3 separate regions of the Zea mays genome follow, and all the other regions are linked to region 2. Evidence: chromatin contacts called from public Hi-C data. All regions are on one chromosome and are shown on one strand. The core of a region is the stretch at or near the end of the contact, and the rest is flanking DNA. Distances in the headings are between cores, read along the strand shown.

Region 1 (4,522 bases), core at 1,707-4,206, 140 kb after region 2:
GTATAGCATCTCCTGATCATGAATTAAGGATGTTGGGCTACGAGTGCCTAGGAAAATTCAAAAAATCCCTTGAGGTACCTGCTGTTTCATGAATCTCTAAATTTTACCTGGTTTATTATATTCTTATCAACTACTAGCTGCTTATATTGGATTTTCTATATTACAACTTATCTTCGCTGGGCGAACATATTGTTGGTTAATGTATATGCTTGTATCAGTATGTTCAAATTCTAGCATTTGTTAAAACGTTTAATGTGCTTATTTAAGTATGTTGAAATTCCTGTAGTTTAAATATTTTTTAATTTTTTATTTGTTAATGATATTCACTTGTGATGGCTTTTATGCCTATTGACTTGAATGGCAGCATAAAATTATGCCTATTGACATTCTGGGGGCATTCCTATGACATATAGATCTGAGTGCAAAAAGCACTTGTATGGTACCTGTATTTGTAATCTTTTATCCTTCTGTGGGAAATATGTCTATTATTTTCTTGAAAAATCCAACCACTTAAAGTGTACTTTTACATATTTACAGTATGCTCAGAGAAGTAAGGAAACCTGGCAGCTTCAGCTGCTTCTAACATACCTTCAGAATGGGATATCCGAACAGTGGCAGAAGATACCTTCCATTATTGCTGTTTTTGCTGCAGAAGCATCTTTGACGCTACCAGATGGCTCACATGCTCAATTTACTGTCATGAGAAATTTTTTAATGCATTCCACTCCTGTCAGCCTGCAGGTAACGATTCTTTCCTTCTTATTTGCATATATGTAGCATTCCATAGTGTGTATTCACAGGTATTGAATTGTGGTAATATTATTGTTATCCTTCTCATTGCAGAGCATTCCATTATTTCCAACCTTATTGCAGAGCAGTTTTGTGCATTTTAAAGCCGAACGTTTGTGGATGCTTCGATTATTATCTGCTGGATCAAATCTAGCTGATGATGCTAAAATATACAAGAGAGGAAGAGTATTAGAACTTGCTCTTGCCTTCTGTTCTTCACCTATTTCAGATTTTGAATCGAAGGTTTTAGTCCTTAAGGTAAATTCTATACTTATCTTATTTAGTCCAGTTGACTTCCTGGATCTGATAGCTGCTTGGAGATTTGAATATTTGTTTATGTTTGATATGCTTGCTTTGCATTGTAGGTGTTGAAGAAGTGTGTTTAAAATAACTTGCAAGAATTTTAGAATAACTAAAACTATGGTTTGTGATACTCCCTTTGAGTGTCCTTACCTCTTTGATATATGATATACTGTCACTACATAAGCACACATATTTCTTGTTTTTTAATCCATGGCGAACACTTGTATCCGGATCGTATTTATTATACAAGTATAATATCCATTTGAAGGAGAATAGGATCATGTATCTTCTCTTAACAATATATCTTGCCAATTCATGCTTGTAATATGCACTTCAGTAGGTAACTTCTGTCAATACCACTTTCTAAGAATTAGAGATTGATCTACTTATAACACATTTCCCCCTTATTCATCATCGTCCCTTTTCTATTTCAATGATTACCTATAATCCTTTTCTATCTCTACTCTTTATTATCCTTTCTTATCTATTGATATTATGAATACTCAGTTACTGTATAACATCTTCTTTGTTGATAAAACATATGTGCAGTCAGTTCTTTATGTAGAACATGTCTTAACTAATTGCTTTCCTGCAGATTTTTCATCACCAGCTCAATAGGATGAGGAACATTTTGCTTTAATTGGTTTGATCTGTCGTGGTTGCTTGTAATTTGATATGAGCAGGAGGCAACTAATCAACAATGTTCAGTGTGCAGGGCCACACCACACATATGGACTGCTTCAGTTTGTATGTCAAATCTGTTTTCCAAAAAGAAATTGTTTAAACAAAATGATCGCATCACAGAGAGGATGGGACAGTGATGAGGCTTTCAGGTGGTGGGCATAGCTGCTTTCGGGATAGTGATGAGGCAAGATAAAGATTCAAACAGAAGTTCTAGGAGAAGGCTGTGGAGATAGATGATCTATGTTGAAAGGATGGTGCATGGTGGGGTATTAAAGGCTGCATGCAAGACAATTTCAACCATAGCAATAAGGTCACCTCGCACAAAGAGCATTTTCAGAACAGTAGGCTCGTGAAATATATGTTGGATATGTATTGGGAGCTTCGTCCTGTTACCAGTTCATCCTTAACACACCTAACAAGGTATGACCCAGCACGTGCAGTTGACCCAATCATTGAAGATGGTCACTACACCTTGTTTCGAAGCCTAGCGAGATTTGACGCCTCAGTGTTCAATTGTTACACGCAGATGGTATTTGTGCAGATACCAGGTTTAATGTTGAGCACAGACAATGTTTAAAGATTTTCCGTGTTGAGGTTGTTTTACTTTTGGCCAACTGTTGATAGTCTTTTTTGTACAAAAGTGATGCATTGTACTATCATATATAGAAGTTTGCATGGTATTGATGGTTCCAATATAGTGATGAAATAGGTAGATTAAAATATAAAAAATTATGTATGGCTAGAATCACAAATGGATTACGAAACTTTTTCTTATAACATTATAATACACATTTGTATATAGGGTATTGTTGTATTACATATTCCCGTTGCAACGCACAGGCACTCACCTAGTTAAAATTGAGAAAGCTTAACGAGTACGGATCAACTTTGAGACCGAGGACAATTTCTTTAGGTTGACGCGCCACCCAGGCGCCGATCTAGAGGCTTTGGCCCGCCGACGCACGAGCAGCTGATGAACACGGCCACTCAACTTTCATCACGAGTACCGCCTGAGCAGCGGAGCCGCGGACAGCCGGACACCATCACATCAAACCTCCACCGCCGTCAATATAAGCGACAGCTGCAGGAGGGCCCGGGCCGGGCCCGCAGTTGAAACCGCCAGCCGTTCCTTCCCACGCTCCTCCCCGCCCCCGGTCCGCCCCCCACCTCAATTCCACACCCCGCGGCGAGGCCGCGGGGCGCCCGCGCCCAAACGCCAAAACCCTAGCTCCCCACCCACCCACCCCAAGCACCGCGGGGCCGCCGCGCGCTCGCCCACGGTCGCCACGGATGCGCGCGGCCCGCTCGCGGACCTCGACGACACCCCGCTCGCTTGCCGCGGCTGTTCCGCCATGGACGAGCCCGAGAAAGTGAGGGGCAGGGAGGATGCGGCGTCGGGCCGCGAGGCTGGCGGCGCCGAGGAGGCCGGGGATGGGTTCCAGCTCGTGATCCATGGCAAGAAGAAGAAGAGGGCGGCCAGCGGCCAGGACTGCGGGACTGCTGGCTCTGGCTCTGGCGCTGGCGCCGGGCCAGTGCGGGCGTTGACCAGGGAGAAGGGAGCCGCGCCGGCGCCGGGGGCCAAGGCCAAGGTGCCTTTCCACGATCCAAGCATTCCCCGGCCGCAGGACGTATACAAAATCAGAGTGGATAACTACAAGCCATTCGAGCATGTCTGGCTGGAGCGCAGCGAAGACGGCACCCGACGTGTTCACCCGCTGGTCAGTGATACACTATCCTGTTGCCACTTCTCTATGTTTTGGCGAGTTCTAACGGAATGGAGGAGCTATAAACTCATTGATCGATGTGTAAGACATGGAAATGGCTTGGGTAAAATAGTAACACTTGTTGAATCAAATACTACTGTTGCCGTTCCCCATCGTTTGGTGTGTTTAAACTGGATGTGTTGGGCAGATGGTGCCCAAAGTTTATGAGACACGGAATGAGTACAAATAATCTGATTGCTGTATTTACGGGGGGTAAAATTTCAACAGAACATCGGAAGATGGTTTTAGGATAGCATGTGATCGAGTGTATAAATGGAAGAGGAAATGTGTAACACATTTTTGCAAGGATATTACCTGCTTTTGACAAACAACAGTGAATCATAGGCATGTTGATATGGGAGAATTAGTATGCATGTTGGTATTTTCAAAGATGAAGGTAGTCTTTTCATGCACAACGATATGTACCATACTAACAGGTGAAAATAAAATCAGTGTGGTGTTTTTCTTTTAAAAAACATAGGCCTGCTCTAAGTCTAGTGTTTATCTTCTGTATATTTTTGTCAGTGTCATGATTTCCTTGCATCCGTATCCATTTATGAGTTTTCACTTGTTTTTTGTTGCAGGAAAACCTGCCTGTTGAACAGTTCGTTGACAGAAATGTTCCTGACAGAGAACCAGTGAAGCCAGCTGATTTAGAGGATACACCATTTACGCTGGTTCAAGATCACAAAGGCTTAACAGAATTAGCTAAGAAGTTGAAGAGCGTAACTGAATTTGCTGTAAGCATTTGTAACTAATGTTTTTGTTTTATCAAATGAATCTATGATACTTAGATGCCTCTTATGTTGATACTGAATACTGAAGTTCATCTGTCAAGTATTTTTTCCCTGTGCTGCATACATTTTTTATCTGAAAGAACTGTCAGCATGCCTTCCCTGCAGGTTTTTGCCCTTGCGAGGCATATTTCATGCACACATATCACCACAGTTCTCGAAAAATGTTTTAGTTACATGTGTAATACT
Region 2 (4,316 bases), core at 136-2,635:
TTCTTCCTCGGTGCTTAGCGCGAAGGAGGATGGTTCATTTCAGTTCTGTGTGGACTTCCACCACCTCAATGCTATGACAACCAAGGCTAAATATCCATTGAAGAGCTGCTCGATGAGTTAACCCATGCTTCCTATTTTTTCTGTTTGGAATTAATAACTGGTTACCATCAGATTCAGCTGTTGCTAGGTGGGGAGTTTAAGACCACGTTTCAGACCCACTATGAATTTTGGGCCATGGCTTTTGGTTTGACGGTTGCCTGACTACGTTTCAAAAGGCGATGAACACTACGTTGGCGCCGCTGCTGCGGACATGTGTCTTAGTTTACTTTAATGATGTCCTTATCTACAGCCGCTCCTTGGAGGAACATCTGGTCCATCTCCATCAAGTGTTGGATTTGTTGCGCCGTGATCGTTGGCAAGTAAAAACCCTCTTCTTGTGGAAGGGGTATTCAGAAACTTGTATTCAGTCCACTTGTTTGCAACAGAATCGTCTAGAATCCAGCCTTGTCCTTGCTACCTATCCCCAATTCTGATTCCAACTGCTACCGAGTTCTAACAGTATGGCATGCTATTCCCTAGTCTCGTCTAATAACATTCAGTTGTCCCTTTATATCAGGGGTTACAGTTACAGCAGCCGAATTACATCATTTTCACTTTAGAAATGGTGAAGTTCAGTCTTGTGCCAAGCAAACTACTTGAACACTTCCGTATAGCCTATTCAGACGCTAGCAAGCTAATGCTGGCAGCCAGGCATGCGCGGCACTCGGCATGCTCCTTGTCCCTGATCCCGAAAAGTAGCATGGCAGACATGAATTGCCTACACAACACAGTCAACTGAACTACGCCAACATCCAGCCATGCGCCAGCACTTACGTATCTCGGAACATGGCAGTACCCTATCTTATTAGATAAGAACCTAAATATTTGCACTCGTAGACGTGGAGACAAAAAAAAGGGGGGGTGGGGGGGAAGTAAAAAAATCCTATCACCTTTGGGAGCAGACTCCCGAGAAGCTCCCACGGGCTGCCGACGGCAGCCGGTGGCGGCGGCTGGCTCCGCGCCTCCTCCGGTGCGGCGGAGAGAGCCTCGTGGCGCAGCGGCGACGCCAGCGCGATCGCGCCGGGCCGGCAGCGCAGCCGCGGCCATGCCGCGGCCGCGGGGAGCCGAGAGGGGAGGGAAAGGGGTCCCCGGATCCGGGTTTGGGTCGGGGAGGCGGCGGGCGTGGAGATGAGCCGTTCCATGGGAGACGACGGACGAGAAGATTAGGGAGGGAGGGAGAGTCCGGGAGACTAGGGAGAATGGTATGGAATGGATTGCGAGCGCAGCCGCTCCTCCTCCCCCTCCCTGTTGGACTCGGCGACCGAGGGCGAGGAGCGGAAACTCAACAACGGACTACGGAGCCCCGACGCGGTTGGTTGGATAGATGGGCTTTGGCTTCACGCGGCACGGCGACTGCGCCTGCGCCCGCTTTGAGTGCGGTGGTTGGTTGGGGGTGGGGGCTGGCTCTGGCTGCTGCAGCCTGCACTGGTGGTGGTGGCGGTGCGGCGCGCACGTTGCTGTTTCACCGACCTTATTTATCGTGGCGAACTGTTCTACCACGAGCACGAGGGGCGGACGTCGATGTGATTCCGTTCCGCCGGAACGACTTCTGGCGGTCTGGCGGTCTGGCGGCCTGCCTTTCGTACGGATGCGCTGTGTATTGGGTTCCGGAAGTGTAACGCAACAACTTAAAGGCCTCGGTCGGTTGTGTCCTTGATTTCTAACCGAATTGTTTCTCCTTAAAAAAACTCATCTTCAGTGATCGATAGATATAGATTGTCCTCCTTAAAAAAACTCATCTTCAGTCAAGTGGAGGTTTATATTAAGTATTTATACATATATGAGCAAAAACCCAAGGGGTCTATCTCTAATATATAAAGCATGTTTCTGCAATCATTGTGCTTTCAAACATTTAAACGGTAAAAAGGTAAAATTATGTATAAATAGGAATTTGAACGTCGTTGATTTCAAAATCATATTAACACCAATCTAGCAGGTGTATATCCATCTACGTGTTTTATACTCTATACTTATAAATAGAAATCTTAAGCAAATTTCAACCGCTTTGGCGACGCATGTCCACCGCTTTGGCGCATGCAAGCGCGCTGGTGGCTCAGATGCGCTGTGTATTGGGTTCCGGAAGTGTAACGCAACAACTTAAGTTTGCTTCTGCTATTAAAGTTTGTCATGCCAAAAATTAGCAAGCATTTTAAGATGAATACAGATACTTGCAAAAAAAATAAACGTGGCAAGCTAAACATAAGAGGTAAAGCCACAAGAAAAATTTAGTAGCAAACCGAACGGTAGCTGAAACCATAGCTTGCTCACTTTTCAGCCACCAACCAAATCAGGACCAATAAAGTTTTGTGCACAAAGAAATTAGCTGCACAAAACTGGTTACGTATCCCAATATTTAGTTTTAAAAAATAGAGATAGATAGAGAGAGAGAATTTTTTTCTCTCGTATGTGTAGCTTAGAGAGAGATGGGGACGAAACACACGTGAATATGTAATTTTGCCACTGAGTGAGAGCTCAATCAGCACAGGATAAGGATCGTGCTAGAAGAGCTGGGCTAGGTATTTAATTAAGATGACGAATACTATAGCTGAGATGATACGGAAGATCGTCTGGGACGCCTAGCTAGTCAAAGCCAAGTCATTGAACCTATATAAACCGACGCAAGCGACTTGACTTATTTGTTAGACTAAATTTAGCCCTCTTTCTATAGGTTAACGATGTGGGAACTAATAAGTTATAAGTTATATTGTATGTGTGCCTTCTTTCTCATAGATTTTAAGAAGAGAAAGAGAAAGAAAAAATCAATGGTCGAATACTTCTCTTCATCGCGCCTACCAATGAACTGTTACACCACGGATGGATCGTGAGGTCGGATTTTTTTTACTCATACTTTTGCTGCCCTTTTGGCTAAGGTAAATTGTAGTATTTGTTTTTATCGGTTTAATATCTAATATGTGGACCATATATTCGCTTTGATATAAAATTTATTTTTATATGTATTAAATATGAGTATGTGTCGTTACAATACATGTACATGTATTGGACTAGTTAGAGAAGAAGTTAGTGATACTCATGAAAAATGTGTTTTAAATCGGCAACCACGACGTTCAGTGATCGATAGATTGTCCTCCTTAAAAAAACTCATCTTCAGTCAAGTGGAGGTTTATATTAAGTATTTATATACATAATATGAGCAAAAACCCAAGGGTCTATCTCTACTATATAAAGCATGTTTCTGCAATCATTGTGCTTTCAAACATTTAAACGGTAAAAAGGTAAAATTATGTATAAATAAGAATTTGAACGTCGTTGATTTCAAAATCATAGTAACATCAATCTAGCAGGTGTATATCCATCTACTAGTTTTATACTCTATACTTATAAATAGAAATCTTAAGCAAATTTCAAATGGACCATATATAGAGTCGAATGACCGACTGGACTGGAGTCGCGTCCTGAAGCCCAGCGGGCAGCCTAGAATGGGCGGTTGGGCTAGTTTTGGGGGATTTTTTTTTTTTTTGGCGTGGGAGCCCGTGGGGTAGTCAGGTGAGCATGGCCGCGGTGGCGGGGGCGGGGGCCGCGGTGGGAGTGGGCTGGGCTGGGCTGGTGTTGCCTGCCGTTTGACAGTTTGAGAGCGTCCGATCCGGACGTCCGGTGAAGCAAGCACGCGATGAGCGGCAGTAACCACCATGCTCGTCGTGCGTGTGTGAGCGTGACTGTGAACTTACTGTATGTCCGTCGTGAGGTCGCCCTGAGGCCATAGGTACACGAACGCACTAGCCATGTACCCGTTTGGGTAGGACACACCACAACCTCCATTCCAGGACGTGCCAAAAGTGCCAAGCGCCACGCCACGCCATGCGTATGTGCTGTGTGGATGGGGCAGCTGTCTGGCACCACTCAAGGCACAAGGTGGGGTCCACGGCGACAGTGGCGACGCATGTCCACCGCTTTGGCGCATGCAAGCGCGCTGGTGGCTGTGGCTGGTGCAGCCCGTGGGTTGTATTGTACCCGCGGCGCACGCGCACGTCCATTTCGTCCCGGACAGACTTGCCAACTTTGCCAGTGCAGCAGCAGGGGCCCTTTTTGAACATAAATATAAATAAAGCGACCCTCATACAGTCGCCTACTAGTCTACTTCAAGATTATATTAACTTAAGACACTAGGCCGATCTGTAACTGTAACTGTAACTGTATCCATCCTATGCATGATACCACGGTCCTACCAAATTAAAACCATATCGATGTGTCCTAAGTTT
Region 3 (4,083 bases), core at 565-3,064, 190 kb after region 2:
ATCAATTTTGGTGGAATCAACCAACTCCTCATATATATACTAAAGGAATGGGGTGGTGATGGATCAAATCATTCTATTCTTCAAACCAAATAAAAACGTGAAGAGTGAGAAGAAGATGAGTCACTTCATTCCTTAAACCAAACACACTCTTAGAGTCCCAACAGGTTCTCTAAGCCGATACCAAAAACACACGAACATATATGCAGTGTGATCAAGTTTCAAATTGCACGCTTGGTGGACATTACATTTACATGTCACAACCACATAGGGCAAAGCAAAAGCGTAACAGCTGGTAATGCAAAAAATGACAGGATTATGCTTGACTTAATAATTAGGACAAATCAGGATAGCAGCATGTTCTTGTCTGTTGGTACCCTATATGGTCATTCGAGAAAGCGTTGCCCTTTTGGTACTGTCGTACAGCTAGTTGTAAAGTAGGACGACAGCAGCACAGTAAACCTAGACAAAATACGACATTGAAACATTAAACTAGACTTCCTGTTATACTTTCTATCTTACTTTCTATTTTAAAGTTTATTTTGTAAATAATGCAATTTACAGTGTAAAATAGTATTTTGCACGGTCTTTTACACGGCCTGCTGAAGATGTTTTTAATCTACTAATTGTCATAATTAACAAAATCACACATAGATCTTTCACCATGACATCATGGTTGGTGGAGGAGAGCAGCGCACGGTTAAGGTCGAAGCAGAGGATATGTGGCATCGAGGTTGATGCTACGATCTATTGTACCGAGATTAGTACCACAAATCTTTGATACCAACCTTAGTGTTGTAGATCTTGGCATAAGGTCCCGCCATGTCACAACCACCGTCTCCATGCTAACAGTGGCATTGCCCTGAAGGCTGAATGTGTAATCTCCATGTTATAGATCATAGGCTGATTCAAAAAAGTGTTTAAATCTCTGGTTCTTTATGGTATAGAAATAGGTGAGATTAGGTGACCTTTTCTTCATTTTGCATTTCTTATTAATTTTATATACCGCTATTCTGAAGAATATTTTTTTATTCTTGCTTATCCTACTTTCCCCGTTGTTCTAAGTAATATGCGTGGTACAAAGTTTGTGATAGAAACTTCTTTAAGTCATTGTATTTTTCTGTTCATACAAAGGAAACAAATATGTGATTTTCCAAATTGGAAAATAGAAATGAAGCCCTTTTTGTTCAGTCTATCTGGACCTTTTCTTGTATAATAGGAATTAATTAGAATATTATATTCTAAGTATTTCGTTTCATCTAGGAACAGAACGTCAAAATATTCCTTGACTTGAATAAAATCTGGAATTGTGTTGATAAATTAGTTTTTCAGAGTTTAGAGATAGATTAGTTTTTCATAAGTCCAAACATAATTTTTTTATTGAAAAGGAGCTAAAATAAAAAAACGCGATGGACAGGATAGGATCGAAACGTGTAATCTCGATGCTATAATTCTTAGGCTGATTTACAGGATTTAAAGATAGATTAGTTTTTCAGAAGTCCAAACATAATTATTTTATGAAAAGAGCTAAACGCGAAGGATAGGATGCAATTGTTCTACTAGTTCTCATCATGCTCCTACGGCCCGACCCACGTCACCGGCCGCTAACTCTCTTCCCATTCTGAGGCCCGGTCCACACTCCATCCTCAAACGGCCGCCGCCAAAGTGGGCGTGGCCCAACGAGAGCGCGGATTAACCGCTGCCCGCTGCGTAAATCGCAAGCAGAGAACACACGGTGACACGGAGGCAGTCCGCTTGAAAGCTAAGCTAAACTGCTCTAGCACGCATATAAACCCTTGACAAATCAAGAGTGGAGAAAAAAAAACACGAACCCACTAGCCCTCTCTGCTTCCTCTCCGTTTCTCCTCCACTCACCAGTCACCACTCCTGATTGCTGTCGAGTCTCGATCTGCCAGCGCGCGGCGCGATGGCCGACAAGGCGGCGTCCCCGGAGAAGAAGTCATGGGCCGACGTCGAAGAGGAGGAGGAGGCCAAGGCTAAGGCGACCGCGGCAGCCGAAGCGGCGGCGGCGGCCGCCGCGGCGTCCTCTTCCTCCTCCATCACCGAGCCGGCGGTGGAGGAGCAGGCCAAGCAGATCGAGGCGCTCTCCCTCGCCCCGTCGGTGGACGACGCCGCAGGCGAAGAGGGCCCGCCCCTCCTCGATGACTCCGACGACTCGCAAATCCAAGCCGTACGATCCCGTTCCCCTCCCCCCCACTTCCGCCGGCGGTGGCACCAGCGCCGACGCTGACACTAGCCCTAGCCAGTCTCGCTGGCCTCGGGCTGCTGATTGACTGATGTAATTTCGATTTGGCTGCGCTCCAGGTGATTTCGGGTGGCACGGTGTACGAGTCGGCCACCACGTTCGAGGATCTGAAGCTGTCGCCCGAGCTGCTTAAGGGGCTGCACGACGAGATGGGGTTCAGCCGCCCGAGCAAGATCCAGGCGATCACCCTGCCCATGATCCTCACGCCGCCCTACAAGGACCTCGTCGCGCAGGCGCACAACGGCTCTGGCAAGACCACCTGTTTCGTCCTCGGCATGCTCAGCCGCGTCGACCCGCAACGCAAGATACCCCAGGCTATCTGCATTTGCCCCACCAGGGAGCTTGCGCAGCAGGTCGAATCACCGTTCTTATACTATGCTCTCGCATCATATGGGTAACCTCTGTTGTTAATAGTGCTGAGTTTGCTTCATCCAACTCTGCAGAATAAGGCAGTTCTCATGAGGATGGGCAAGTTTACTGGCATTACATGCGCCTGTGCAATCCCGCCAGCTCAAAAAGACTACATGCCGATCTCGAAAATGGCTCCGATCACTGACCAGATCGTTATCGGCACATCTGGTACGCTCATCAAATGGATTACCCATAAGAAGCTGGCCACAAGGGACATCAAGATACTTGTGTTTGATGAGGCAGATCATATGCTTGCTGAGGTATGTTTGAGTTTCATTCTTGTTTTGTTATCATAATAATTCCTAGGGTATTTGAGTTACTATAATGCTGCAAGGAGCAATGTATCAAGAAGCATACTAAGTTGCTCTGACTGTGCTTGGCTATCACATCACAACCGACTGATTAAGTGATTATTAAAAAGAGTAGAGGAAAGTTATTCATGTTTGAGTTCCATTCTTGTTTTGTTATCATAATTATGCATAGGGTATTTGGGAGGTTACTATAATGCTGTAAGGAGCAATGTATCAAGAAGCATAGTAAGCTTCTCTGACTGTGCTTGGCTATCACATCACAACCAACTGATTAAGTGATTCTTAACAAGAGTAGAGGAAAGTTATGCACTTGTATACAATGATTGGTACTTTCTGTGATGTTATGCCTTTCCCAAACTTCAAACAGATATTGTTGATGTGTCCTCACAATATGGATGTGCTATTTTCATCATGTCTAGACGCAAACCATTAGATGAATTCTACTCCTGTTCCGAATTATAGGACATTTTGGGTTTTCTAGATTCATAGCTTTTAGTACGCACCTATATATACATTATGTCTAGATATTTAGTGAAAACCATGTATCTAGAAATGTCAAAATGTCTTATAATTTGGAACAGAGGGAGTAATTAGCAACACAAAGTAATGATTTGTTTTTTAACCTTTTACAACCCCAAGCAATGCATATGGTATACTACATTGCTACAAAACAACTTTTTGTCTAGTAGCATGCAGTACATTCTATTTCCTATGTACACTAAAAAGAAGAAAAAAAGGATTTCTATATCCTTATTGCTAGAATGATTTTGGACTTTCCATATTTTATGCTAGAATAAAAAAGGATTTCTGCCAAACAACTGATTTCTTTGTCTTCTACTTCATTTCTGGCATGATAGTTCTTTTTATAACTGGAGCTGTGCTTAGTTTCTCAGGACATTGTTCATGACCATGCAGCTTATTTATCATGTAAGCTAGCCTTGGTAAATTCATAAGTTGTTTTCTCACAGTGGTGAATTTCTTCTTGCAGGATGGCTTTAGGAGTGATTCTGAAAGGATGATGAGGGATATACAAAGAAGCGCTGGTGGTTGTCAGGTAATTTTCTTTTGCCTCTTAACTTTTTTCTTATCACATTAAAA

Evidence for each region. Hi-C and Micro-C count contacts between places; a contact is called where the count stands out from the background.
Region 1: a contact with region 2 is called in a Hi-C map of leaf, with 5 times the contacts expected there. The contact joins the promoter of LOC100384536 here to the promoter of LOC100193940 in region 2. A contact is called at or near these places in 3 of 25 Hi-C or Micro-C datasets (ear, leaf and tassel).
Region 3: a contact with region 2 is called in a Hi-C map of leaf, with 5 times the contacts expected there. The contact joins the promoter of LOC100193503 here to the promoter of LOC100193940 in region 2. A contact is called at or near these places in 2 of 25 Hi-C or Micro-C datasets (leaf and tassel).

What each region holds. Positions count from the first base shown.
Region 1 is chr1:12,181,439-12,185,960 of Zm-B73-REFERENCE-NAM-5.0, forward strand. LOC100384536 (Protein RRP6-like 2) reads left to right here and starts at 2,957. Exons shown (of 14, transcript NM_001177054.1): 1 at 2,957-3,494; 2 at 4,124-4,279. The coding sequence starts at 3,129.
Region 2 is chr1:12,040,844-12,045,159 of Zm-B73-REFERENCE-NAM-5.0, forward strand. LOC100193940 (high-affinity nickel-transport family protein) reads right to left here and starts at 1,386. Exons shown (of 2, transcript NM_001399097.1): 1 at 990-1,386. The coding sequence starts at 1,241. It also overlaps the pseudogene LOC111590666.
Region 3 is chr1:12,229,560-12,233,642 of Zm-B73-REFERENCE-NAM-5.0, forward strand. It overlaps LOC100193503 (DEAD-box ATP-dependent RNA helicase 38), which reads left to right and starts at 1,815. Exons shown (of 8, transcript NM_001138616.1): 1 at 1,815-2,188; 2 at 2,323-2,616; 3 at 2,707-2,934; 4 at 3,974-4,039. The coding sequence starts at 1,925.